Regions from separate parts of the Sus scrofa genome. Here regions 1, 3, 4, 5, 6 and 7 are each linked to region 2. The links are chromatin contacts, called in public HiChIP or PLAC-seq maps. All regions are on one chromosome and are shown on one strand. Each heading gives the region's core, a stretch centred on a gene start, on an enhancer-like site or on the middle of the called end of the contact. The rest is flanking DNA. Distances are from core to core; before and after follow the strand shown. Region 1 has its middle 61 kb from the start of PIK3R1. Region 2 has its middle 34 kb from the start of CD180. Region 3 has its middle 130 kb from the start of PIK3R1. Region 4 has its middle 150 kb from the start of PIK3R1. Region 5 overlaps PIK3R1 (phosphatidylinositol 3-kinase regulatory subunit alpha). Region 6 has its middle 38 kb from the start of PIK3R1. Region 7 holds the start of PIK3R1 (phosphatidylinositol 3-kinase regulatory subunit alpha).

Evidence for each region. HiChIP or PLAC-seq counts read pairs in DNA pulled down with a chosen protein or histone mark.
Region 1: an H3K27ac HiChIP or PLAC-seq map of skeletal muscle shows a contact between it and region 2. The contact joins two enhancer-like sites. A contact is called at or near these places in 1 of 47 Hi-C or Micro-C datasets (mesenteric adipose tissue) and 1 of 2 datasets of contacts at active chromatin or transcription factors (skeletal muscle).
Region 3: a contact with region 2 is called in an H3K27ac HiChIP or PLAC-seq map of alveolar macrophages. The contact joins two enhancer-like sites. A contact is called at or near these places in 2 of 47 Hi-C or Micro-C datasets (heart right ventricle and mesenteric adipose tissue) and 2 of 2 datasets of contacts at active chromatin or transcription factors (alveolar macrophages and skeletal muscle).
Region 4: a contact with region 2 is called in an H3K27ac HiChIP or PLAC-seq map of alveolar macrophages. The contact joins two enhancer-like sites. A contact is called at or near these places in 2 of 47 Hi-C or Micro-C datasets (heart right ventricle and subcutaneous adipose tissue) and 2 of 2 datasets of contacts at active chromatin or transcription factors (alveolar macrophages and skeletal muscle).
Region 5: a contact with region 2 is called in an H3K27ac HiChIP or PLAC-seq map of alveolar macrophages. The contact joins two enhancer-like sites. A contact is called at or near these places in 1 of 5 promoter capture datasets (liver), 20 of 47 Hi-C or Micro-C datasets (adipocytes, adipose tissue, alveolar macrophages and 11 more) and 2 of 2 datasets of contacts at active chromatin or transcription factors (alveolar macrophages and skeletal muscle).
Region 6: a contact with region 2 is called in an H3K27ac HiChIP or PLAC-seq map of skeletal muscle, with 17 times the contacts expected there. The contact joins two enhancer-like sites. A contact is called at or near these places in 3 of 47 Hi-C or Micro-C datasets (heart right ventricle, liver and skeletal muscle) and 1 of 2 datasets of contacts at active chromatin or transcription factors (skeletal muscle).
Region 7: an H3K27ac HiChIP or PLAC-seq map of alveolar macrophages shows a contact between it and region 2. The contact joins the promoter of PIK3R1 here to the enhancer-like site in region 2. A contact is called at or near these places in 2 of 5 promoter capture datasets (fetal skeletal muscle and liver), 3 of 47 Hi-C or Micro-C datasets (embryonic fibroblasts, fetal liver and mesenteric adipose tissue) and 2 of 2 datasets of contacts at active chromatin or transcription factors (alveolar macrophages and skeletal muscle).

Annotation. Positions count from the first base shown.
Region 1 is chr16:46,372,304-46,375,668 of Sscrofa11.1, forward strand. No RefSeq gene overlaps it. Among named protein-coding and RNA genes, the nearest start is that of PIK3R1, 61 kb to the right of the region's middle. Within about 2 kb of position 1,733, at least 7 of the 83 cell types and tissues checked have an H3K27ac peak or open chromatin away from gene starts, as enhancers often do. A contact at or near this core is called in skeletal muscle, where this site is marked.
Region 2 is chr16:45,620,355-45,623,888 of Sscrofa11.1, forward strand. No RefSeq gene overlaps it. Among named protein-coding and RNA genes, the nearest start is that of CD180, 34 kb to the left of the region's middle. Within about 2 kb of position 2,042, at least 38 of the 83 cell types and tissues checked have an H3K27ac peak or open chromatin away from gene starts, as enhancers often do. A contact at or near this core is called in alveolar macrophages, fetal liver, liver and 3 more, where this site is marked.
Region 3 is chr16:46,299,106-46,302,449 of Sscrofa11.1, forward strand. No RefSeq gene overlaps it. Among named protein-coding and RNA genes, the nearest start is that of PIK3R1, 130 kb to the right of the region's middle. Within about 2 kb of position 2,051, at least 11 of the 83 cell types and tissues checked have an H3K27ac peak or open chromatin away from gene starts, as enhancers often do. A contact at or near this core is called in alveolar macrophages, where this site is marked.
Region 4 is chr16:46,280,304-46,283,980 of Sscrofa11.1, forward strand. No RefSeq gene overlaps it. Among named protein-coding and RNA genes, the nearest start is that of PIK3R1, 150 kb to the right of the region's middle. Within about 2 kb of position 2,173, at least 1 of the 83 cell types and tissues checked has an H3K27ac peak or open chromatin away from gene starts, as enhancers often do. A contact at or near this core is called in alveolar macrophages, where this site is marked.
Region 5 is chr16:46,461,659-46,465,301 of Sscrofa11.1, forward strand. All of the region lies in intron 2 of PIK3R1 (phosphatidylinositol 3-kinase regulatory subunit alpha), which reads left to right. Among named protein-coding and RNA genes, the nearest start is that of PIK3R1, 29 kb to the left of the region's middle. Within about 2 kb of position 1,258, at least 13 of the 83 cell types and tissues checked have an H3K27ac peak or open chromatin away from gene starts, as enhancers often do. A contact at or near this core is called in alveolar macrophages, liver, omental adipose tissue and 1 more, where this site is marked.
Region 6 is chr16:46,394,834-46,398,231 of Sscrofa11.1, forward strand. No RefSeq gene overlaps it. Among named protein-coding and RNA genes, the nearest start is that of PIK3R1, 38 kb to the right of the region's middle. Within about 2 kb of position 2,113, at least 32 of the 83 cell types and tissues checked have an H3K27ac peak or open chromatin away from gene starts, as enhancers often do. A contact at or near this core is called in liver and skeletal muscle, where this site is marked.
Region 7 is chr16:46,432,365-46,436,161 of Sscrofa11.1, forward strand. PIK3R1 (phosphatidylinositol 3-kinase regulatory subunit alpha) reads left to right here and starts at 2,393. Exons shown (of 16, transcript XM_021076847.1): 1 at 2,393-2,646.

The sequences.
Region 1 (3,365 bases), core at 483-2,982, 750 kb after region 2:
AACAATAAATGTGAGGAGTCTAGATGTAGTCGTGAGATCTAATTATAAGAATAGATGTTGGAATGTATTTCCCTGAGCAACAATTTCAGTGATGTTGCAGAAGCATAGATTGTTGCTGACACAGGGAAACCAATTTCTCTCCAATTATACTCCTATGTAAGGTGTTCCAGGGGAGCGGGAGGGAGTGAGGACTGAGAGTCTGGGGTTAATAGATGCAAACAATAGCATTTGGAGTGGATAAGCAATGAGATCCTGCTGTATAGCACAGGGAACTATATCTAGTCACTTGTGATGGAATACGATGGAGGATAATGTGAGGAAAAGAATATGTGTGTGTATATATATATATATATATATATATGTATATATATATATATGACTGGGTCACTTTTCTGTGCAGTAAAAATTGGCAGAACACTGTAAATCAACTATAATGGAAAAAATTTAAATCATTAAAGAAAGAAAAGGAAAAAAATTACAAAGGGGAAAAAAAGAAGGGTGCTCCAGCAGCACAGAGGGGTTAAGTTTGTTCAGGGAGAGTCACTTTGTCTACTGCAGCTGAAGGCACAGAGGTTGCGGTGATGAGGGTGTAGATACTTCATAAAAAGGAGGCCTCAGGCTTTAGGGCTGCCATACATGATGGCTTTAAGACTCCCAGCTTTTAGGTCAGTCCCCTGTACTTAATAAATGCCACAGAATCCCAAATTCGAAGGATGACTCCCCATCTTCTAAGAAATCTCCTTCTGACCAGCTAGACATTGAAAGGCTACAGGTATCAGTGTTCCCAGAAGCACAAGCCTATCTGATCACCCTCAGTGCTTCACATGGACTCAGGTTCATAAAATGCTTCTTGAGAGGAGTTCCCATCATGGCTCAATGGAAACGAATATGACTAATATCCAGGAGGACGCAGGTTCGAACCCCGGCCTCGCTTGGTGGGTTAAGGATCTGGCGTTGCTGTGGCTGTGGAGTAGGTCAGTGGATATAGCTCTGATTTGACTCCGGTTTGACTCCCTAGCCTGGGAACCTCCATGTGCTCTGGGTGTGGCCCTAAAAAATAAATAAAAAGATGAAAATTAAAAAATAAAATGCTTCTTGACCTTTAGATTAACATACCATATATATTTTTATATATAGCTTATTTATATATACTTCATATCTATATACATATACATATATATGTGTGCATATATGTATACATAAATGAAGGCAAATGCTTGAATTATTTTACAAATATAAACTAAATGAATAAGATCAGAGTTCCCGTCATGCCACAGCAGAAACGATTCCAACTAGGAACCATGAGGTTGCGGGTTCAATCCCTGGCCTTGCTCAGTGGGTTAAAGATCCGGCGTTGCCATGAGCTGTGGTGTAGGTCGCAGACCTGGCTCAGATCTGGCATTGCTGGGGCTCTGGTGTAGGCCAGCAGCTACAGCTGCAATTAGACCCCTACCCTGGAAACCTCCACATGCCGCTGGTGCCACCCTAAAAAGACAAAAAAAAATTATATATATATATATAAGATCCCAGTTGGGCAGTGTTTCTTATATCTGTCATAGGATAATGTGTTCTAAATGGTGGTGACTTCAAGTCCAGAAATAAGGAGTAGTATGGCTTTGATCCCAGTCCACTGACAGTTCTTAGCCAATCTCTGAAATTGTTGGAGGCTTGGGTATGCTTCAGCTCAGTGATGGGACACCGTGACAAAAAGGCAGACTTCTTGTAAACAGTGGTGGTACAGGCTGGGCTGGGCCGGGCCAGGCATCTTTCCCCTTGGTGAGGGCTCTATTTAGAACCAGAGAAATCAGAGCGACAGGGCAGGGGAGAGCCCTGAAGCAGTGTGTTGAGATCTCTCTTTTGACAATACATATTTTTTGGTGACCATCTGGGGATTAAATTAACATATTTAAAGTTCAAAAGGGAATAGAAATTCATTACTAGAATGGGAGAGGTCATTTTTTTCCTGGATCCCTCCCAACAAGAAAAATTGAGAAGAGGATTTGTTGCAGGACAAACCCAAAGGGATTTTTTTTTTTTCCTTCAAAGCAGCCAGCAGATGTTTTCATTCTTTTAAGAGCCAACTCTCGGTTAATCAGCATTTGGATGTTCAGTTTTTCATTTATTCAGTTTTGCTTTTCTTGCTTATGTACCAGACCTGAAAAGAGCTCCTTTCTATCCAGCATCTGAGAGATTCTGCTCTTGCTTAGACTATCTCCTACCAGTTGAGAAGAGCAAAGAGACCAGAAAATAAGGTTTATTTTCCAATTTATTAGTGTTTTTCCTTCTTTTATTCTTACCTTTTCATTTTTCCTCTCTACCATGATACTCTTCCATCAACCCCTTTGTGCCAGGAGTTTCATCATCTGTCCCAATCCTCTCCCCGAGACATGTATCTCCTCTCATAACCACTCCCTGTCACTTGGTGTTACACAGGACAGTTAGAAATTTAGGGCAGGTTTCAGAATTTTATAATGCTGAGTAACACTGCAGTAAATAACCTCGAGTTCTCATTCACTGAAGTACTTTTTTTTTTTCCAATTAAAAAAAATCTTTTTAAGTAGCATCAAAGATAGCATTGCAATTCAGTTGTAGTTCTAGATGCAAACTCAGGGTCCAAGATCATGGTCCTCCAGGATAGACACATCTTTTAATATAAACTGTTCATAAGAGAAAGAAAGGATGTATAGAGTACTGTTACATCATTATTTCACTTCATTTTCTCAAAAGCTAAGCTATCACAAGCCCCATTATACAGATGAAGAAATTAAAGTTTAAAAGCAAGGTAACTAGCCTGAAGTCACGCAGCAGGTAGAGGGCCCTCAGTTAGCCTTCCATTTCAGATCTGTCCAGTGTCAAAGCTTTGTTTGTACCATGTCTTTCCTCCCAATTCAAGAAAGGACAGAAAGGAGCTCCCTTGTGGCTCAGTGGGTTAAGGATCCGATGTTGTCACTGCTGTGCTTTGGATCACTACTGTGGTACAGGTTCGATCCCTGGCCCGACAACTGCTGCATGCCACAGATGCAACCAAAAAATAGAAACAAATAAGTAAATAAAAGAAAGGACATTTAATGACTTTAAATATCCTCTACTCTTCCTTGGTTGCAAGTATATTATCCCTTTTTTCAGTGGTTGTGGATTTTGAGGGTCATCCAGGAGCCTATTTAGGGCATGTCTAATGACATAGTGGTATCACGTCCAAAGGAAAACTAATAAACACAAAAGAGAGAACTGTGTATGCATATGTTTATGTTTGACTGTCTGAGCAGTGTGGATATTGCACTCTATCCAAGAGTGGAAGAAGAGTGGCTTTTTGATGGTCTGGAGCATGGATAATTAGGAGCAGAATACATAGGACAGAGCCCAGG
Region 2 (3,534 bases), core at 792-3,291:
TCCTGACTTCTCCAACTTCCATGACTCTGCATAGGTGATTTATTATTCCATCCTGCTTTACTTCCTGGAAAACTCCTATTGGTCCTTTGAAACCTCTCAGGTGTCACCCTCTTTCTAAAGCCTTCCTTTATGTTGACCTCCATTCCTTGCTTCCCATCCAACAGAGTAGGGAGAATCTGGGTTCACATATTAACTGGTAGTGTTGATCTGAATTCACTAACACGGTTTATTTACAGAATAGTATCCTTCTATTAAATGGGATTCTCCTTGAACACAGGGGCAGTGTCTTCATCTCCTTCTTCCAGGGTCCTAGCATGAGACAGGGGCTCATCTGATGTTGGGTGACGGAGCACTGTCATCAGGCTAACCTAATTGATGGTGTATTTGGAGAATGGGCTAGTAAAATTTAAGCATTACACGCTGTATGGGTCACTTCCTGCTCCCTTCCTTATATCTTCTTCGCCTTTTGACTCCAGCCATTGCTGTGACAGCTTTGTGCAGTTGTGACCCATCAGGTCTTTGCCTTAACTGCACCGCATACCTCTTGCTTTCTGACACCCAGGCTGCTGCTTGCAGTGACCAGGTTAACCACCTTGCTCCATGCATACACTGGGGCAATAATGGGAGTTGGGGGATAAGTACTCCTCCACCCCATATTATTCAGAAAGATGTTGGGGCCTCATTCTACAAGGCAATTCAGAGCATCAGGGGGGAAGGAGCTGCAGTTGCCCATCCCAGTGACTAGTTCAATGAAGGGGCCTTGGATTGGCTTGCCCTCTTTCTCTGTTTAAATCTTCCTAGTCCTCTACTTCTGTTCCTTGGAATCACTTCCCAAAATTATTGATCTTGTCTCAGGCTCTACTTTTGGGAAGAACCTAGACAAAGACGGAAACCTTCATTTACAACCAGCTTCTCTAAGTTATGTTCTTCTCAGACCAAGAGATGTTTGGAAAATGGTTGCAAGTCTCATAAAGTAACCACTAAGTAAAGATAGTATAGGATACAAGGGCATAGGATAGCATCCACCATATAAATGTGCTATAAAGTGTGAAATGTTTTGTGAACCAGGCATTTTTACTCCTCAGTCAGGAGACATACTCAGACAATTGCTCAGTTTTGTAAAAACTCTTCTCCATAATTCTACAGCTGTGTCTTAGGTAGTAACCGAATAGTGATGTTTTGATCATAGTTTTACAGATGGTGAGGCCCTAGACACAGCAGCTTTCACTGAGCAAGTGATGAGGCCCTAGAAGATGTATGTCTTTCCCATGGAAGGTTAGTGCAGGGAGCCTGGATGTGAAACACTATGCTTATACTATTGGGCTGGATGGTTTGCTCTGATGTGTGTGAGTGTGGGTGTGTGGGTGTGTGCATGTGTGTTTGTTTCTTTTTTAAGCACAAGGTATCGATTCCAATCTAACGATTTTAAATATCACAATCCTTGGATTACAAACAGAAAAAAATGACATTTTTTTGGAAAATGGAAAACATTGGGCAGTAAAATTGGCATCTGAAACCCTGTACTTTGCCAAATGCTTAAATCACAGAGTTTTTGTATCTTTTGCAGCTAGAAGAGACATTTAAGATCACTCAGAGCTGGAGAGCCAAATGTTTTCTAACAGAACCAGGGCTAGAACCCAGACCTTGGGAGTCCCCTTCTCATGGTCCTTCTGATAGACCACACTGCCTTTGTTTGATGATCCTTCATTTAAACCAGTGGTTGGCCAACTTTTTCCATAAAGGGCCAGATGATAAATAATTTAGGCTTTGCAGGCCAGTGGTTACTGTCCCAGCTACTCGACTCTGACTTTTTTTTATGTGAAAGCAGCAATAGGGGAACTTACATAAATGAGCATGGCTGTGTTCCAATAAAGCTTTATGTAGAAACACCAGCACTAGGCTTGATTTGTCCTCTGTTTTATACTATTGGAGTCATGGTGATTTTTGCTTAAAGGTCACCAAAATGCTACTGGGTCCTAGAGAGTTAAAGCCGCCACCCAGCTTGGTGGCGAGCCAGGCTGTTGCATCACAGTCCACACATGATTGGGCTTCCTTCCAGGTCTGTGTATGATCAGACTCTGAGCCAGCAGCCAAGAGAGTGAGCCCGGCATCCATAGCACTCCTGTTTCCAGAAGGAATCACAAATTCCCTTCCTGTGCAGATAAAGGAACAATTGTACCAGAGGAGAACTTACTGGAAAGTAATACAGGGTCACCAGGAAGGAAAAGGAATTCACTCCTCGGTCATAGTCCTTAGTCTGGTTAGGAGTCGCTCAGACCTGGAAAGGCCAGCAGAGTTGCATGTCTGAATTTGGCAGGCCTCCAGGACTCCTCACTCAGAGGATAATACATTGGGCTTTGATGATTTCTGTGGCCCACTCAGAGCTTCCTTTGGTTGCTCCAAGTTGCCGCTTCCCTCTCACAGCCAGGTATCTAATTCTCTCCACTGTTTTACTCCCCTCCCATTTATCATCTGCCAGTGCTAAGCCTTTTTTCTGCTGTTAATCACAATCTCCAATAGGCAAAGATTGTCTTTTCTCGGTTTCGTCTTCCACTTGACACCTTAACTTTTGAGTCCCAGTTCTGAAGCCCTGTAAGACAAATGTCTTTCCATAGAAGAAGCTTGGCTTAAACCCTATGTTTATGCCTATGAAGTGGATGTTCGTTCCAGTACATGTGTATTAATGTGTGTGCCTGTGTGTATGTATGTGTGTGTATCTGATGACCTTTAAATCAGGAGGTCACCTTCCCTTTGGACCTCTCTGCCCAGGGAAGGTCCTTTACCGCCTCAGTACTCTAAGTTAGACTCACAAGTGGATATTCTCTGGCCAACATTCTCATGTTTTTACTCCTTCCCTCTCATTTTTCACCATGTGAATCCACAAAATAGTCTTTTTCATAATTGAAAGAATTAAAGACTTTTAAAGGCTGAATGATGTTTCCAATGGATTTAATGATGTAATCCTCAAAAGAGTATATGAATTACCTGTTTGTTTTTTTCTTTTGTCTCTCTCTTTTTTTTTTTTAATTTTTTTAATTTTCCCACTGTACAGCAAGGGGGTCTGGTTATCCTTACATGTATACATTACAATTACATTTTTTCCCCTACCCTTTGTTCTGTTGCAACATGAGTATCTAGACAAAGTTCTCAATGCTATTCAGCAGGATCTCCTTGTAAATCTATTCTAAGTTATGTCTGATAAGCCCAAGCTCCCGATCCCTCCCACTCCCTCCCCCTCCCATCAGGCAGCCACAAGTCTCTTCTCCAAGTCCAAGATACCATCTCACACCAGTCAGAATGGCCATCATTAATAAATCCACAAATAACAAGAGCTGGAGGGGCTGTGGAGAAAAGGGAACCCTCCTGCACTGTTGGTGGGAATGGAAACTGGTACAGCCACTATGGAGAACAGTTTGGAGATACCTTAGAAATCTATACATAGAACTTCCATATGACCCCGCAGTCCCACTCTTGGGCATCTATCCGGACAAAACTCCACTTAAAAGAGACACATGTACCCGCATGTTCATTACA
Region 3 (3,344 bases), core at 801-3,300, 680 kb after region 2:
GTTCCTCCCAGGCTAGGTGGCACATTGGAGCTATAGCTGCCAGCCGACACCACAGCAACATGAGATCCGAGCTGCATCTGCCACCTACACCACAGCTCATGGCCACACCAGATCCCCGACCCACTTAGCTAGGCCAGGGATCGAACCTGCATCCTCATGGATCCTAGTCCAATTCATTTCCCCAACAGGAACTCCCAGTCAAGCTTTTACACTGTTGTCTCCACAAATCATTTTGACCCTCCAGCTTCCACCAATACTGGTCCACTCTCAGCCAGTCCGAAGAGAGTGACCCTAAGATGAAGGAAGCACAAGAGATTATCTGAGAGAGTGACACACTGAAATGCTAGTCGGGTCATGGCTACGCCTGGCCAGGGTGGCGTTCTCACGACCTTCTCCTTAGAGCACAGTCCTGAGTGTATCTCTGCCCCTGGCCTTCTGGAGTCAGGCCTCTTTGCTCCTCTTTTCCTTCTGGCCATCCCATCCATTCTGTTAGCTCCATGGTGTCCTTATAGTCCATACCTTTGCTGCTTTAATTCACCCAGAGCTAGTGTCTGTGGTTTGTAACCAAGAGCTCTGACAGATACAGATGGTCTTTGAGAAGTTTGGCAGTAGACAAAAGGATAGAAATAGCCCAGTAATTTAGAGTGGGGTCACTTTCCCAGAAGAAGTGAGGGCATCTGTGTTCACTTGGCACCTGCCAAAGCTACCTGCTTCTCTGGCTAATACAGAGTCCTGGGCTCAGTGCTCTGTGGCAAACAGGCCTGTAGCTCAGGCCCAATGGTCGGGACTCAGCTATCCTAAACTAGAGGTCAGAGAGAGGAAGCATTTAAAATGGAAAAGAATCATCTGATCATATGCCACACACCTCCCTCCTCCCCTTCTCGTGATGGTCACTACCACACACAAAATGAATTCAGGGTCAGAAAAGAAAAGTTATCTGTGGAAACAGACAGTCATTTCCATCTTTTCTTCTTCATGGTAGGAACACCCCATAGTTACAAGCAAGGGTTCAGGGTGCCAGAGATCACTGACCTATTCAGATAGACACACTTCTTTGTGTTCACAAATATTCGTGCATTTTGGTATAAGCAAGAGACGCTTCGGAGATGCGTCATTTCTGGGAGTGAGACTGACCCCTTCTGGAACTGACGATTTGGATGACAGAGAGCTGCTGAATAATCACATGATCTAAGGCAGGAGAACTGTTTTGACCACTATCAAGAGAAGTGACGTTGAAATCAAATTTTTTTTCCAGAAGGAAATAGAGACTATGGGTGTTGCCATGGTGGCTCTGCAGTTAACAAACCCAACTAGTATCTCTGAGGACTCAGGTTCGATCCCTGGCCTTGCTCAATGGGTTAAGGATCCAGCATTGCCATTAGCTGTGGAATAGGTCAGAGATGTGGCTCATATCCAGAGTTGTTGGGGCTGTGGTGTAGGCCAGCAGCTGTAGCTCCGACTGGACCCCTAGCCTGGGAACCTCCATGTGCCACAGATGCAGACCTAAAAAGACAAGGAAAGAAAGAAAGAAAGAAAGAAAGAAAGAAAAAAGAAAGAAAGAAAGAAAGAAAGAAAGAAAGAAAGAGAGAGAGAGAGAGAGAGAGAGAGAGAGAGAGAGAGAGAGAGAGAGAAAGAAAGAAAGAAAGAAAGAAAGAAAGAAAGAAAGAAAGAAAGAAAGAAAGAAAGAAAGAAAGAAAGAAAGGGAAAGAAAGAAGGCAGGTAGGCAGGCAGGCAGGCCGGCAGGCTACCTGACTCTATCTGTCATCTGAACAATGTTCTATCACATGATGACCCCACCACTCCGGGAATGAGGCTTTCCTTTATGGGAAATAGAGACCTGGGGTCAACAGCCCCGTGGTTAGGGAAGCAAGAAGCTGGGTGAGTGCCATGGGAAACGTACACGGGTTCCCCCACAGATTTCCCCTGTGAACAAAAGCAGAAATCCACCAAAAGGACAAGGAAGTTAGATTCACGTCCCTAAAGGGGAAGATGAAGCATGAGCTGTGCCTGTGTGAGCAGGGTGACGCCACACAAGTGGAAAGAAAGGTCAGATGCTGGGGAGGCCAGAGTCAAGGGCAGCATGAGGTCACGGGATTAGAATGCCAGGGCTTGAATCCTGGCTTCAGCATTTACAAGCTGTAGGACTTCAAGCAAATTAACTGAATTATCTGTGCTTTGTTTTCCTCATCTGTAAAATGGGAATGAAAATGATTATCTCATAGGGTTGATGTGTGGATTAAATTGGTTAATACATGTAAAGTGCTTAGAACAATGTCTAACACATAGTAACCCTGTATACACGTTAGCTATGATTATCAGTGCTTGCTATTCTTACTATGCTGAAATGTTTTGCCATATATAAAGCAATATACAGTTGTAAGGCATGGTGTTGGATTGACCAGTGTGTTAGACTACTAGGGCTATCATGACAAAGTACTGCAGGCTGGGTGGCTTAAATGTCAGAAATTCATTTTCTCATAGTTCTAGAAGCTGGCAGTCTTAGACTAAAGCACCGGCAAGGTTGATACTGCCAAGGCTCCTTTCCTTGGCTTGTAGATGGCTGTCTTCTCCCTTTGTCTTCACACGGCCTTGCTTCTATGTCTATGTCCTCATCTTCTCTTCTTCTGAGGATACCAAACGTATTGGATTGAGCCCACCCTAATGACCTCATTTAGCTTTAATCACTACTTGATGATCCTGTCTCCAAATACAGTCACATTCTGAGGTTCTAGGGGTGGGGTGGGGTTAGGATGTCAATATATGAATTTGGAAAGTGGCAAGAGAGACTGACACACAATTCAGTTGGTAATAACCAGCTGTCAGTTTGGTTAAGCTGGAACTGTGTTCTAGAGTTGGCCCAAAGAGGTACTTGTGCAGAAAAAAAGTGCAAGTCTGTTACTCTCTGGATGTCATAGAAGAAGTGCCAGATAGATGTGGAGATACCAGAAGATAGATGTGGAGATGCCAGAAGATCCAGGTTCTCCTGGCTCCCCTCTGCTCCCCAGCCCTTCTTCCAGATTGTTGACCCTACTGACTAACAGTGGCTCGGAACCATCTCTAGACAAAAGGCTGAGGACTCAGACTTTTCCCATACCCCTCATGATCCCACTTCAGTGGCTGGACAGGGTTGGCTTCTAGTTTGACTAGCTGGTGAATCCTCGGGTCTTCCACTCCCCTCGCCTCTCAGAATTGTGTAAAATCTCTACAAAGTAAATGTCTTATCCTATTTGACTCATAGTGACCCTGCTTGTGTGATTGAACCCTGACCTATACAGGAATAATAATACTAATAGCAACAATGATAATAACAAAATCTTTTGGAAATATTATCACTGAACCTGAAA
Region 4 (3,677 bases), core at 923-3,422, 660 kb after region 2:
GTGCTATTATGAATAATGCTTGCAGCATTCTCTTAAGCCAGTTTCTGTGGATGGAAGAATCCCAGACATCACCAGCACTGTGTTCTCTCCTACTTCCTAATAGCTTCCCAACCAGAGATAAATAGAATCTTCCCTCCAGGTTTTAGATATAAAACAGAGGAGGAGTGTGATTGTCCTAACTCAGTGCAACTTTCAACCAATCTAAAGGGCCAGGGAGATGGAGGCATCTAGCAAAAATGGCCACTCACTCATGCATCTAGAGAGCAGGTGAGTGAAATGTTTCCCAAAGGAAGTAGGCTGACATAGATAGGTATACTGGAGGGAGCTTTAGTTGGGCAGCCTTTCCCTTTTTGTGAATGTTAGCTCTTTTCTACAACTTCACTATAAAGTCAGAAGACTTTATATCTTCAAATGTGTAACTATCAAGCTACCAGCTCCACAGTCCTTCAGAAGATCCCAGAGAACCTCAGGAACAAACTAGCATGGGGTGAATTCAGACTGAAGAGCAAGGACACTGGGTGATATGAGGGGAGTTCAACCAGTTAGTCAACCATCAGGTATTTATTACATACCTACTGTGAGTTACACATCATGCTAATAACAAAGCTAAAAAGACACACTAAATGATAAGTGAAGCCTTTCTTTTTTTTTTACTATCAATTCTGCTTCTATTTTTAACTTGTAGTGATCTATAGCTATATAGGCTTGGCACGGTGGCCCCAGGGTTTCCAATTTGTAGATTTGTTCCACTGTCAGTCACCCAAGTTTGCTCTGTTCTTTTATTTTTAAATTAAAGTATCATTGGTTAATGTTGTATTAGTTTCAAGTGTACAGCAAGGTGATTCAGATATGTATACGTTCTGTTCTGTGGCATCAAAATACAATAAGTTCTTCAAGATTAGACTTTGGACCAAAGAGAGAGAGCAGTGGATGCTGAAATGTGGAACAAATCCATGTTGAAAAATCAAGTTTACCAGGCGCTAGGATGTTTTCTTTTGTTTTTAGCAAAGGTGAGAGTCAAACCTAGAAGGGAGGAATTCCAAGGATGAGACCCTTACGTAGCCCTGACTCCATTCTGTTGCATTTCACGTATCCTTTGAATCTTTTTCACCACCACGTTATTATCCTGAGAAATAGTCCCCTTTAATTGTATAGTTAAGTTCAGACAAAACCCCTAACAAAGCTAAGACTGGCAGAAGCTACTAAATACTATTGAGAAAAAAAAAAAGATAATAAATAAATATAGCAGAAAAAACATGGCCTCTAAAGCTTGTCGAAAGTGTTTTCTGACTTCCTATCTTTGGGGTCCTGGAAAAGCCGCTTATGCTCTTTTAGCCTCTTTTCCTCTTTTGGAAAATGAGATTAATAATACCTATCTTTTAGGCTTATATTGGGGACTAAATAAGGTTTATTCCTTCAACAGATATTAGGATGTCAGACACTGATTTAGATAAAACGGTGACACACCCCCAAATCACACCTTTATGGAACTTAGGTTCTTGTTAAGGGAAGATAGACCATAAGCAAATCAGTAAGTTAAAGGCATGGACTATATACATTTTTTACAAGGGAATAACCTATGGGTAGCTATGTCTAAAAAGAAAAAATACATAAACCACCTGTTCTCTATACCTATTGCTCAAGAATGTATTTTTAGAGGAAGTTGGCTTCTTTGCCTGAGAACAGCATTTCAAGGGGGGAATTTAGCTATCCAGAGGAAAAGGCCAAATTCCATTTTATAACCAAGACATTCGGAGAATGAGGAACAAGGCTTCTATGCGTAATAATGTAAAAGGCCGGTCTGGGACAGTAAGTCTGATTGAGAGAAACTTGACCTAAGGTAGGTAAGCACAGAGTTGAAGGCACTGGGCCAGCCCCTGACCAGAGGTCTCACAAGGCAGCAGCCAACCACTCGTCCCTGTGAAGAAGTTGAGCTCCTGGTTTTCAGGAGTAGGGTATCTGGTATACGGTCTAAAATTGCCATCTTGGCCTTGTAATTGCTTTATATTCTGCCCAAGCCATTTATAAAATTGTATCTTACACTGAAACTAGGAGGTAGTTGTGCTTTCTGGGTAAAGAGAAAGGCCATAGTTCACTCCTGGAATGCCCCAGGATGGAGAGAGAACAGCAGGGTTGATGAGGGAAGGACAGAAGTGTGGAGAGAAATGACTGGAGGAGAAGTCCAGGGTGAGGTCAGCTCAGAGAACTTGTAGGCGCATTTTCTGGCAAGACTTAGGATGATTAAGAAAGAAGAAACTCATGAAAGCAAGCTCCTGTGGAATGGAGCTCATCATTGAGCATTCACGGCAAGCTTCAGGGGCAGGAGAATTGGGGACTTTTTTGAGTATCTATGGAACATTCTGGTCATAGAGTAGATATTCCATAAATGCTCATTCCCTTCTTCATCCTCTTTATTTCCATAATAAAATGATAGGGAAGAAAATCAAAGTTATGAGAAACTGTTCACCCACCCAGGAATATTTTGTTGAGGTACCAGAATTAATTTGCCTATGGGGCAATATTGATACAGGATGCTTACAATAACTTTTCAAGGCTCTTTGCCACAGACAAATCATATATATACATATATATAGTTTATTCTCTACATGGGATAAAGCATATCAACTACATTTTTAAATTGTATAGTATAATACAAGCTAAATCTATATTAAAATGTTAAAAATGATTAACTTCTAGTTGACTATAGTTGGTTTTTTGTTTTCTTATTTAATCTGTTTTCTAAATATTCTTCAATGAACATATTTCTTTTTTATTAAGGTATAATTGATTTACAGTGTTGTGCCAATTTCTGCTGTATACCATAGTGATCCAGTCATACATATGTGTGTGTGTGTGTGTGTGTGTGTGTGTGTGTGTACACACATTCTTTTTCTCATACTATCTTTCATCATGTTCTATCCCAAGAGATAGGATATAGTTCCCTGTGCTGTACAGCAGGACCTCATTTCTTTTTTTTTTTAATTACTCAAATGAATTTATCACATCTGTAGTTGTATAATGATCATAACAATCTGATTTCACAGGATTTCCATCCCACAACCCAAGCACATCCCTCCACCCCCCAAACTGTCTCCTCTGGAGACCATAAGTTTTTCAATGTCTGTCAGTCAGCATCTGTTCTGTAAAGAAGTTCAGTCTGTCCTTTTTTCAGATTCCACATAGGACCTCATTTCTTATCCATTCTAAATGTAATAGTTTGCATCTATTAACCCCCAATGGCCGGTCCATCCCACTCCTTCCCTTTCCCCCTTGGTAGCCACAAGTTTGTTCTCCATGACTGAATCTGTTTCTGTTCCTTACATAGGTGCGTTTGTGCCATATTTTATATTCCACATATAAGTAATATCATATGGTATTTGTCCTTCTCTTTCTGACTTAGGATGCATCTATATTGCTGCAAATGGCATTATTTCATTCTTTTTCTAATGGCTGAGTACTATTCCACTGTATCTACATAGCAAGTCTTCCTTTATGTTTTTTTAATTGTTATTTCCCCAATACAATTTTTTCCCCACTGTACAGCATGGTGACCCAGTTACACATACATGTACACATTCTATTTTTGTGCATTATCATGCTCCATCATAAGTGATTAGACGTATTTCCCAGTGTTACACAGCAGGATCTCACTGATAATGCATTCCAAAGGCAATAGT
Region 5 (3,643 bases), core at 8-2,507, 840 kb after region 2:
ATAGCAATTCCGGTCTGGAAGAATGTATGGATTAGGTAAATAAAAGCTTAATTTTCACTCAGAGAGCAGCTGTGACTAGCAGCTGAAGCTAGAACATGGATCAGGGATCTGAACTTTTCCTTGTGGCCTCTGGTTGAGTCTTCCATAGCAGTCAAACTTTGGTTTGTGTCAGGCGTGATGTAGAAAGCCAGAGGAGAAGTCCAAGGCGCTAGTGGTTTCATTAAGTCGTCAAGATGGATTTAATGATTTTATTTGGAGCATTACTTCCAGTGAGCCACAGCTGGGGGCTCAGAAAGAGAGGTCTTCCAAGGGTAGCCAGGCTCTCAAGTACTTTCCCAGGGTCAACTACTGCAATATGGCTTAACCGTAGGGCAAAAAAATCCACCCCTCTTGGAGGAATTAAGGTATCCTATGTAGCTGTGATTGGGGAAAATTCACTCCTGCGAAACGAGACGTATGCTGGGTTGACCAGATAGCCCGAAGCTGAGCTATACCCAGGCTGTCTCACATTCTCAAGGCCTCTTTCTTGAACTTGTCTTCTTTCAGACTTTACCTTCATTTTCTGGGTAAGTAGGAATGTATTTATAGGGAAAGCCCCTGGTTTGGGTTTTGTAAGCTTTCCAGAGAAAACTGGATCCAAGAGGGAAAAAGATTTGCTGACCCCTGTCTCAGAGGTTAACATTTTCATTTATGTTTTACATGACTCATTTTAAATTACAGTGCTCTACAGATATAGAAAGAAGCCTTCCTCTTCCCACCCTCCCCCAGATACCACATAATGGAAAAAAGCAAGAATTTTCTGCATAAGCAAGACTTTTTTTTTTTTTTTTTTTAAACAAAAAGCCAGTCTCTGATGGGACTTTTTTCCTGTCAGAATTCCCACTGGTCCACTGTTGCAATATTTACAAAAGGCCATGATGAAAGAGGAAAGCCCATTTTTGAGCCCTTTGCCTCTGTGTTATGTAAAACATAACTTGTATTTCTGTTCTTGGTATTAGAAAAATTGTTATTTTTGAACTTCTCTGATGGGCTGGTAAACCTGCTAGGCCTCTTAATTGTTAAAGGCTAATTTTGATTAAGAAAAGATTTGTTCCTCTGCTCTGAGTAGACACGTAAAACTTCGAAAAAGGTTTGGATGTTCTGTTTCCTGTTTTTTTAAAAAAAAAAAAAAATGTCCCTTCTTATGAACTCAACTGGATGAGAGGATGTTCCTCAGAGAAAATTCAGCTCTGGGAGGAACCATCCATGGAGGTCGTAACCTAGAACATTTTTGAAGGGAAGTTTCACTGAAACTTACAAGAGGGTGGGGTTAGGAAGGAGAAAGTTCTGTTCTACCATAGTTTTAGCTGAATAAATCATTTTACTCTGGAGCCTGGTCAGTCAGTCCCATAATTTGTAGCTGATTGTCAACAGAGGTCCTTGATGTCAGTTCACTGTGCAGGAAGGAGGTGGCCCGGGGCCCCATTAGGAACTTGTACTAAAGTTGTATCTTTCTTTCTTCCCCAGAATGTTCACTGGAGAAACTTCTTTTATCGATTGAGCCTTGGTGATCTTTTATTTCTACATGAAAACCTTTTAAAACTAACATAATTCAACTTGATCTTTTTCTTCTAGTTAGGTAGAAGATAGAATCAGCTGGAAGCGCAGTTGAAAGGAGTGTATTCGCATGGGTGCAGGACTGAGAGATGGAAAGTTCTGCTCTCTCCTTCAGTGGGACTATAAACCAGCTGTGGTAGTAAACACGGGGATCCCAGCGTTGGCAGCCCTGCTTTTGCTTTACAGACAGTTTGATTTGCCAGCCAAAAAGAAGCTACATCAAGATTAGCTCCCAGACTGGGGCTTTAGCAAGTGCTCAATTAACTTTGGCAGCTCAGGGGGAAAAGCAGGTTAGTTTGGGGATCCAGATTCTGAAGAGTGTGCCGTTGAACCGCATGAACCAGAGGACAAGAAACTGTTTAATTAAAACTTCATAAAATGGTTCCTTAAGCTTCATGGACAATTGAGTAACTTCAGTTTCCTCTCTTTACTGTTGTTTACTTCCTGCTCTTCTTGAATTGAGCATTAGGTATTCTGGTCTCTTACAATGAGAAGATTAAACAGCTGTACTTTAAATTAAAGCATTAATTTGGAGTGTTCTGTGGCTGCATTAATTATATCTTTACTAAGATTACATTCCTGTGGATTTGACAGATGTGTATAAGCAGCAGTGGGGCTTATCCACAGCAGACCCAAATTCTGTTCACCACTGAGCCTTGGCGATCTTTTATTTATACATAAAAACCTTTTAAAATTGAAATAATTCGACTTGATTTTTTTTTTTCTTCTAGTTAGGTAGAAGATAAAAGAATTGGCATAGAGTCAATTGTGGGCATATTTGCATGGGTGCAGCACTGAGGGATGAAAATTCTGTTCTTCATTCAGTGGGATATAGCGAGAAGCATGTGTTGAAAGTTTCTCACCTAAACAGGTCGTAATTACAGACTTTAGGGTTTATTTCTTTTAATTAGAACATTATGCTCACTCAGTGGTCCTTATGAAAACTTTTTTTCTATCTGTATATTTTATATCAAATGATAAGTTAAATTGCTCTGGTACATTGAAGAGTTCTTTCCTGTAACCCTAATTGTAGTTCATGCTGAATACATCAAGGCTACTGTTTGCTGAGTAGCTGACTAGTCAGATCCATGGTTAATTTTAAGTTTTCTTCCTTTGTTTTCTAAGAACAGTTTTAAAGACAGTTTGTATTTTAGAAAAATGCTCTTATTCAGAACTTCTCAGATCTAACACAGCAGTCAGTGGGACTAGAGGTAAGAAGTAATAGCTTTAACCAAACATCATCTAAAATTCTGTAATAGGTAATAGTCCTTTGTATAGCACATCTCATGTGTTTTACAATTTCTAAGACATCTAAAGTAGCCTGCACTTTTATCAACCTCCCTGCATCCCTGTAGCACAAGGAGTTATTTTTGTTACTGAGGGGACAAAACAGGGGGTGAAGTGACTCACAGTTAATTGCCGGATTAAATCAGGCATCCAAGTCACTCTGCTTCGGGTAGATTCTCAGAGACTCAGCTGCTGTCTTCAAAGGGAAGAAATGCATTTCAGCATCCGAGAAGAACATAGCGTGCACTATGTGATTGGTCTTCTTAACGCTCTCTCGTTTTCCTATCAAAATAGCCTCTGGGTTAGAGGAAAATTTTGAACTTCTTTAGTCCATCAGCAAACCCTTATTATATTTCATAATTACTTAGTGCATTGTAAATATATTTAACAGTGGCTGTACCTCTTGGTAAGCTTAGGAATTTTGAGAAATGTATATATTTTTTAAATTTTAAGATGGTTGAGTTTTGAATATGCTAAGGTTCTGCTGTCTTTTTGGCTGTGTGGAAGATTCTTAGGACAATGAGTTTCATAGGACAATGGTGCTTACAGAAGCACCAAAGCAACCATCGCACTTTTGTTTTGCATCCGTTGTCATTGTTCTTGCTTACGTGGAGTACTCATGCACAGGCCGGGCTTCTTGGAGCTCTGAACATTGTCCTTGGCCAACGGTTAGTCCTAATTGCTGTAATTAATTTGCTGTGTGACCTAAAGACAGTAACTTGCTTCACTTTGGTTTTCTCATCTGTAAAATAGAATCAAT
Region 6 (3,398 bases), core at 863-3,362, 770 kb after region 2:
AATATGTGGTGGCAAGGATAAGAGTGACCATGAATTAATGATTGCTGTCATTGAGTCATGAGCACATCGGGATCATCAGACTACTCTGACTTTGTGTATATTCCAATTTTTCCCTAAAAAAAGCTTTTTCCTAAGAGGCTGTTGTTAATTGAGAAAATATATCATCCAGTAGCAGGTATGAAGTAATGACTCAATGAATGGATGCTGGGAGCCGGCCGTAGAGCTGGTAGTTACATCAACAGTTGGAGCTTCCTATCTATTTTTATTAGCCTCAGTTAGATGGTCGGGAACAGAAGCTTACAGCAAAACAATGGATTAACTGATAGATGCAAGGAAAACTATCAATTTAAAAATTTCTCCTGATGAAGAGTCCAACTTCCTGATGTTTGGAGAAACACCAGCCACCCCTCCCACCCCCCTAATAGAAGTCTACAGAGCCTGACCCTTAACAATCACAGCTCTCAGCCAAAAACCAAACCCTGGAAAACGGTAGGATTTTCTTTCACTGTTAAGTGGCAAGAACCGTTTTAATTTTACCTTCATTTTGAGCTTCATTTTGGAGCTTAAACAGTATCTAACGGGGGTTTGTTTGTTTGTTTGTTTTTTCATGCAAATGTATCTTTACAGTCAAATACCTTATTTTCATCCATTTAACCCTGAAGAAAAAGGGAATTTCAGTTACTGATGTGTGGTTGTTTTAACTTGGACACTCATTAGTATTGGAGGAGTGGGGATTTGGAAGTGCTGCCTTCAAAAAAAAAAGTTTCCCCTTTAATTTATTTTTACCCTTCCCACCTCTATCTCCATGGAAATGGGGTCAGAGGCCACAGAGAGCTCTCAGGGAGCCAGCAGCTGAGAATGAGAATTCTCACTTAGAGATTTTAGCTGAAAGCTATAAACCGCTTTACAAAGACCAGCTGAGTCTTGGCCACTGCGGTCTCTGGTTTTTTACACTGATGCATAAGGTATCCTTTTTTTTTTTTTTTTTCTTCCCTGTGTTAGAGGAGAAAGAGATGCTCTTAAGTAAAAATCATTTTTCATTTAAACTTGAACTTCTCTCCTGTAAATCAAAGACAGTGACATTCCTTCGGCAATTATTTTCAATTTAAAAAATTTTAATGATAGTGTACATTTGGAATTTAGCAATTATCACGTTTGCTCTCTATCCTTTCAAGCTTATGACAGTACTGGATATTTGAAGAAAAACACATTGAACTTGCTCATCGCATGCTATCAATTGCAAGTGATTCTGGTGAGTGGAATATCACCATGACACAATTCTAAATCACTAGAATGAAAATAAAAATCTCAAGGTTATAAGCAGTCAGGACCATTTCACAGAATGTTTTATAAATTAAAGTATAATTTACTACTGGCTCCTTTTCTTAAACTGTTAACACTATTTCTTCTTTTTTTCACTCTAAATATTCCGTTAACTTTCTTATAAACTATTTGAAAATATCTGAGGGGGCTGGTTGCCCAAATATGCCAACTATTTTAAGTTATTTTTATATATCACACATTATTATTATATTCATTAGCAACCAAGTAATTATTGAAATAATATGAAATGTAAATTTGCTTTTGAAAAAGCCCTGCCAGGTCCTGATTAAATTTGGATCTAAAAATCTATGTTTCAGGCTATCCTTTTTTTTTTTTTAAATATTCTTTTTCTCTTCATTCCACACATCGTTATGGTTCAAAGTTTATAGACTCAACATTATTCCCAAGTACTTTTGCAAAATTTCACCATTACTCTTGCCCAAAGTATTCAGTTTTTACTTTCTAATCAATCATTAATCCTACAACTTCTCTGAATTTTCCAGAATTTAGTTTCAGTAAACATCAGAACCACAGCACCTCTTTTGAAGGCTCTAATCAGTCTTTCTCTCTCCTTTCTCTCTCTCTCTCTCTCTCTCTCTCTCTCACACACACACACACACACACACACACACACACACGTCTTTGTGGTCAGCAGTCCAAGGACATTGCCTTTATTCCTTAGTGTTCCTTTGTCTCTCAGCCTCTTGCATGTCTGTGCTGAGTCCTCCCTCTGTCCTGGGTTGAGCCCTTATTCCACTTCCCTTTGCTCGCAGAGTGAACCAGAACATTGTGTTCTGAAGCTGCCCCAGCACACATGCTTCGTGATGCTGCCAAGTTTGCAGCTGACCAATTGGCCTACTTTAGAGGGCTTGATTTATAAAATTTACAACCCTTAATTTCCACCACCCATTCCTCCCCCCACCCCTGAAAAAGAGTGTGCCAGACGTCCTGATAAATCAAGAGTCCTTTGGTTTCGGTGCAACAAAATGGGCAGTCATTTCTTTTTCCTTCATTGGCTCTCAGCCTTGCCAGTCCCTCCTGAATAGATGGAAAATAACGGTTGATGTGTTGTAGGAAGACATTTGATAGTGGCTGCCTCTGTATTAATAACTCGTTTTAAAAGAAGTGTACTGACAAAATGATACGCTCTTCAATTTCTGGAACTCTGCACTTCTCAAGTAATTCCTATTCCAAAAACCAATCCAGGCAAGTTTGTCTTCTTCCAAATTAGGAAGACAGAGTTGGGCCCTTGATTTTTGAGTGAGGTTGGCTCAGTTGGGTCTTTTGAATTTGGATATTTTGATTACTCCTTATTGGCTCTACTAAACTTTTTTAATAAATGCACAACCAAATATGAGAAGGTGAAGGTTTAATGGAGAGAAGAAAAACTGTGGAAACCAGTCTCTTGTGATTTTAGTGATTTCTTAAGTTCTTTCTCCTGCCTCTTCAGAGAAAAAGACCTCTGTCAGGGTAGATCCCAAAATTTATGAGGCCTGAAGCTTCTCAAATGTGGAACCCTCTTTATGAAAGAGAATATGAAACTAGGTTCAAGGTACAAATTGATTTCAAATGAAAAAAATCAAAGCATAAAAAATTACAAATTCTAGAAAGCATCCAGAAAAATAGCATTATCATCATTAGTTTTAATTAACAATTTTTGCTACAATTACAACTTAAGTGCTGACCCATCTATGTAATACATCTTTTCCCTATATTTTTGGCGTTATACTCATTGATCTTTTTTCACATGGTAAAAATTTTACAATGCCATTTTATGTACAGAGAATAGAAAGACAACTTTGTCTTCTGACATAATAGATAGATGTTTTTTGTTATTTGTGGTTTAGAAAGGTTTCCTTCCGCTCCAGAACTTGTTGATCATGCCACAGCTGAAATAATTTCTTGATCTGGAGGTACGTCTTGTCCTAGGAAAAGCCCTCTGAGACTCCAGACCTTTGTTATCACTGGAGAGGGATCCAACTGGCTACCTGGCTATGGCTGTCCAGCTCAGCCTGGTCCAGCATCCTGTTGGTAGTCCTGGACAAGGGAAGCAGGGTCGGGGAAGTGCAAGGTGA
Region 7 (3,797 bases), core at 1,143-3,642, 810 kb after region 2:
TCTCAAACTCTACATGCCATTTAGAAGGCATATTAAAACAGATCCACAGGCTCCACCCCCAGCACATCTGATTCACTGAGGAGAGAATTTGCATTTCCAACAAATCCCCAGGAGGTGATGCCACAGTTGGTCCAAAGACCTCGAAGCTCCCTTGGTTTTACCATAGGGCTTCTCATAAGTTACATTTTGGGAATCCAGATAAGATTTGATTAAAGAAAATGGTTAATTCTTAAAATTTTGAATACTGTTGTTTTGGTGCCTTTTGCTTTTATCATTTCATAGAAATTAATAGAAAATGAAAATAAATAAAATTTGAATATTAATGATATGGTAAGGAGGTTATCAGTTTGAGAGATGAAACAAGACTAAAATTATTCAGTTTATGGAGAGTCAGATTGTCCTTCATGGAACACTCTTTGGACTTATGCTATGTGTTCAAGTATGATGGAAAAAAATTAAAGACAGGAGTTCCTGTCGTAGCTCAGTGGTTAATGAATCCGACTAGGAAGCATGAGGTTACGGGTTCAATCCCTGGCCTCCCTCAGTGGGTCAAGGAGCCATGAGCTGTGGTGTAGGTCACAGATGTGGCTCGGATCCTGAGTTGCTGTGGCTCTGGCGTAGGCTGTCGGCTACAACTGCAATTAGACACCTAGCCTGGGAACCTCCATATGCCGAGAGAGTGGCCCAAGAAATGGCAAAAAAAAAAAAAAAAAAAAAAAAGACAAAACATATACTGTCAACAAGCTGCTGAGGTCTATCTAAAAAAGGAAGCTTGATTAAGGATTTCATGCTATTTTTAGGCTGAGGGGAATAGAACCCTGTAGTAGCAGTACATAAGTGTCTTTCCAGGAACTCATGGTGAACAAAAGGAGACAGCTGGTAAGGTTTCTTCAGACCCAAGCCTAAAGGAAACAGAGCAAATATAACAGCAGTTGTGTTTCAGCTTATTGGAATGGATCAAAGTAATTCTATCACAGGGTGAGACACATTTCATTTACAGACGAGCAATATATGGTACCGTTTCAGACGTAGGTGCGAATGATAAAGTTTGGTAAACTCTATATTTCTTTTGAGATAAAATGGATTTTTAAACAAATAGGTAGGTGTCTGTTTTTGTATCTTCACTTCAAGAAACATGTGGAAATAACAAAAGTGCCAGAGCCTGAATAACCGAAAGTAGAACTAACTTGTCCGTTAGAATGTGAGTCACATTTAAGAATGATTATATTTCCTAAGGACAGACAATAAATTTCAGGATATTCTTTCCTCTACTTCCAACGCCAGAGGAATAAACCACCAAATTCAAAGTTTGACAAAAGTCTAAATACTTGGTTTAAAAAAAAAAAATCTTGCAAGGAAATTGGGAAAAGGACTTTAAGGCAAGTAGGCTGGGCGGCTGCAGGCCTCAAAACCGCAGAAAGAGGAATCTGGGAAAAGCTTTTTAAAAAGCGGACTCTTAACAGGTTTTAATGGGCGAAAGAGGAACACAGGGTGCTGGCATCTCCTCCTACCGTCAGAGGAAGGTTTGAATCAACATCAGATTTTTCTTGTGCAACTTAAGTAATGAGTATTAGCTGAAGAATCCGCATTTGAAAATTAACAAATTTAAGGGGCCATACAATTCACGTGAGCTTCCTCCTACGACTCCACGAGTAACAGGGGGTCCTCGATCTGTCTGAGCGACCTACTTTTGCTCCGACATCTGAGGACTGGGAGGGATCAGCCAGCGTGCGCCCTCCCCATAAAACTCTGCCCTTCTGGCGGGCCCGCCTGACTGCGGGTGGCGGCGGTGCCAGGCTCCTGGAGTTCGGGGCAGGCTGCGGGCGCTCGTCCCTCCGGTTCACCCTTTCACCCCTCCTTCACCCCCGGGAGCCATGCGGGGTGGCGTGGTTTTTCCGCCCACTCCTGAGGCCGCTCTGGCGAGGCCGGGAATTGCAGGTCCTCCCCGCTTTGGTTGAGCCTGGAATCCGAGTCCTGCCCTAACCAGCAGTTCTGCTGGGGCGCAGGGGGCTCAAAAGGGGTTTGTTTCAAGACTCTAGGATTAGAGACGCAGCCTCTAAGTCTGAACTTGCCCTCGACCTCCCCCAGCTCCGCCGCCTCCGGTCCCGGAGACGCCCAGCAGCCGGTTCTGCCGCGGGCGGGCAGTAGCCTGGCCCGCCCGGCGGGCGCACACCCAGAGCGCTCGGCCCTGCCGCCCGGGGCATCCCCGCGGCTGGGGGCGGAAGGCAAGCACCGGCTGCAGGAAGGGTCTGCCGGACCGGAGCCCCGCCCGCTGGCCGCTGGGCTCAGAGGCCGGCACTATGAATGGCAGCGGCCGCGGGCGCGGCGCCAGCAGAGAGGGGCAGAGACGCGGGCGCTGGTTGGCGCGGGCTCGGGGGGGCGGACCCCGTGGGGCGGACCCGGAGGCGGAGCTTGAGTCGGGTGCTGGAACTGCGGGCGCACGGAGAGGAGTCGCGAGCAGCTGGAGCGGAGTTGGAGGAAGCAGCGGCCGCGGCTGGGGCAGCAGGGAGCGGGTCGGAGACAGCGAGCTCGAGTCGAGAACGGCTGGCGGGTCGGAATCGGTTAGGGACGCGTTGGAGACGTGCGCGCCAGAACCGACGCTGCAGCCCGGGCCGGGCAGAGGAAGGAAGCCGGCTGGCGGGGGAGGTAGGCGGCGGCAGCGGGTCCGGGTGTGTGCTCGGGAGGGGGAGGCGGTGCGTGCGCGCGCGGCCACCGCCGCTCTCTTCCTGTCACCAGCAGCCGCTTCTCCTTCTGCAGAGCCGAGCAGGGGAAAGCGGGCCGGCAGCCGTCCTCCCTGCCGCCAGCATCTCCCGCTGGCCGGGTAGCCGGGGGCCCCTCTCGCGGCCAGCGTCTTGGGTGCTCCCGGCCACCTCGTTGGTTGTGCATGCCGCCGGGCGCATTCGTCCCCGGAGATGCAGGCGAACTCGGGCTTCCGCCACCGTGCCTCCGTCACCGCACACTTCTGAGGGTCCCCACTGTCGCCTTGCAGCTTTTCGGGGCCCTTCAGCAGCGGAGAGCGCCCCGACCACTGCCTTTCGTTAGCGGGAAGGAGCGATGCCTGCCCCCGCGCCCTTTGGCTGCACCCAGGTCGCTTTTCCTCGGGCGGGCGGGGCGACGAGGGTCCCCGGAGCTCGCCCCCAGCCCCCGCCCTCCGAAGTTTGCTTCCCTCCTCTTCCGGGGTGGGGGAAGTGCGCCTCGGGGAGGCTGGCCGCCGGGGCCCTAACTCGGAGTGTGGTGCGGGCCGGGCCTGAGCAGGTTGTTGGAGGCAGATTTAGTGGGGTCTTGGAACAGCCCGGAAATCCAGCTTTTTGTAGCGCGGAGCGAGACTGTTGGGACCTGCCCAGCAATATGGAGCCGGCTAGAGAGAGGGAGCATGCAAGCCCGAGCTGAAAGATCGTGGGGAATTGTCTGGAAACCACAGCTCTCACACTCACTTCCCAAGACCAGAAACTGCCCAACACATCACAAGACAAAGAGAACAGGAAAGCTCAGGCCAAGCGCTCCAGTGCAGAAATATACTTTGGTGACCGGAATTCGAGCTTGAAATGTAAGGGTGTGAGCGGAATGGCTGTTACGTGTTGAACGCACAATGTGTGTGAACTGGATTTGGGGAAATTATTTGGCTTTTCTGGGAGCAGTTAATATCAGAAAGGTCTCACTTTTACCGTTAATCCTTGGTGGAGCTGCAGCGCTCTTGGTGTCTTGAGTATGAGTATACTCTTTATTTGGGGGAGTTTATGACTTTAGAAGCAGGGGCGGGGTGAGGGTGGGTTTTTTTTTTTTTTTTTTTTTTTCGG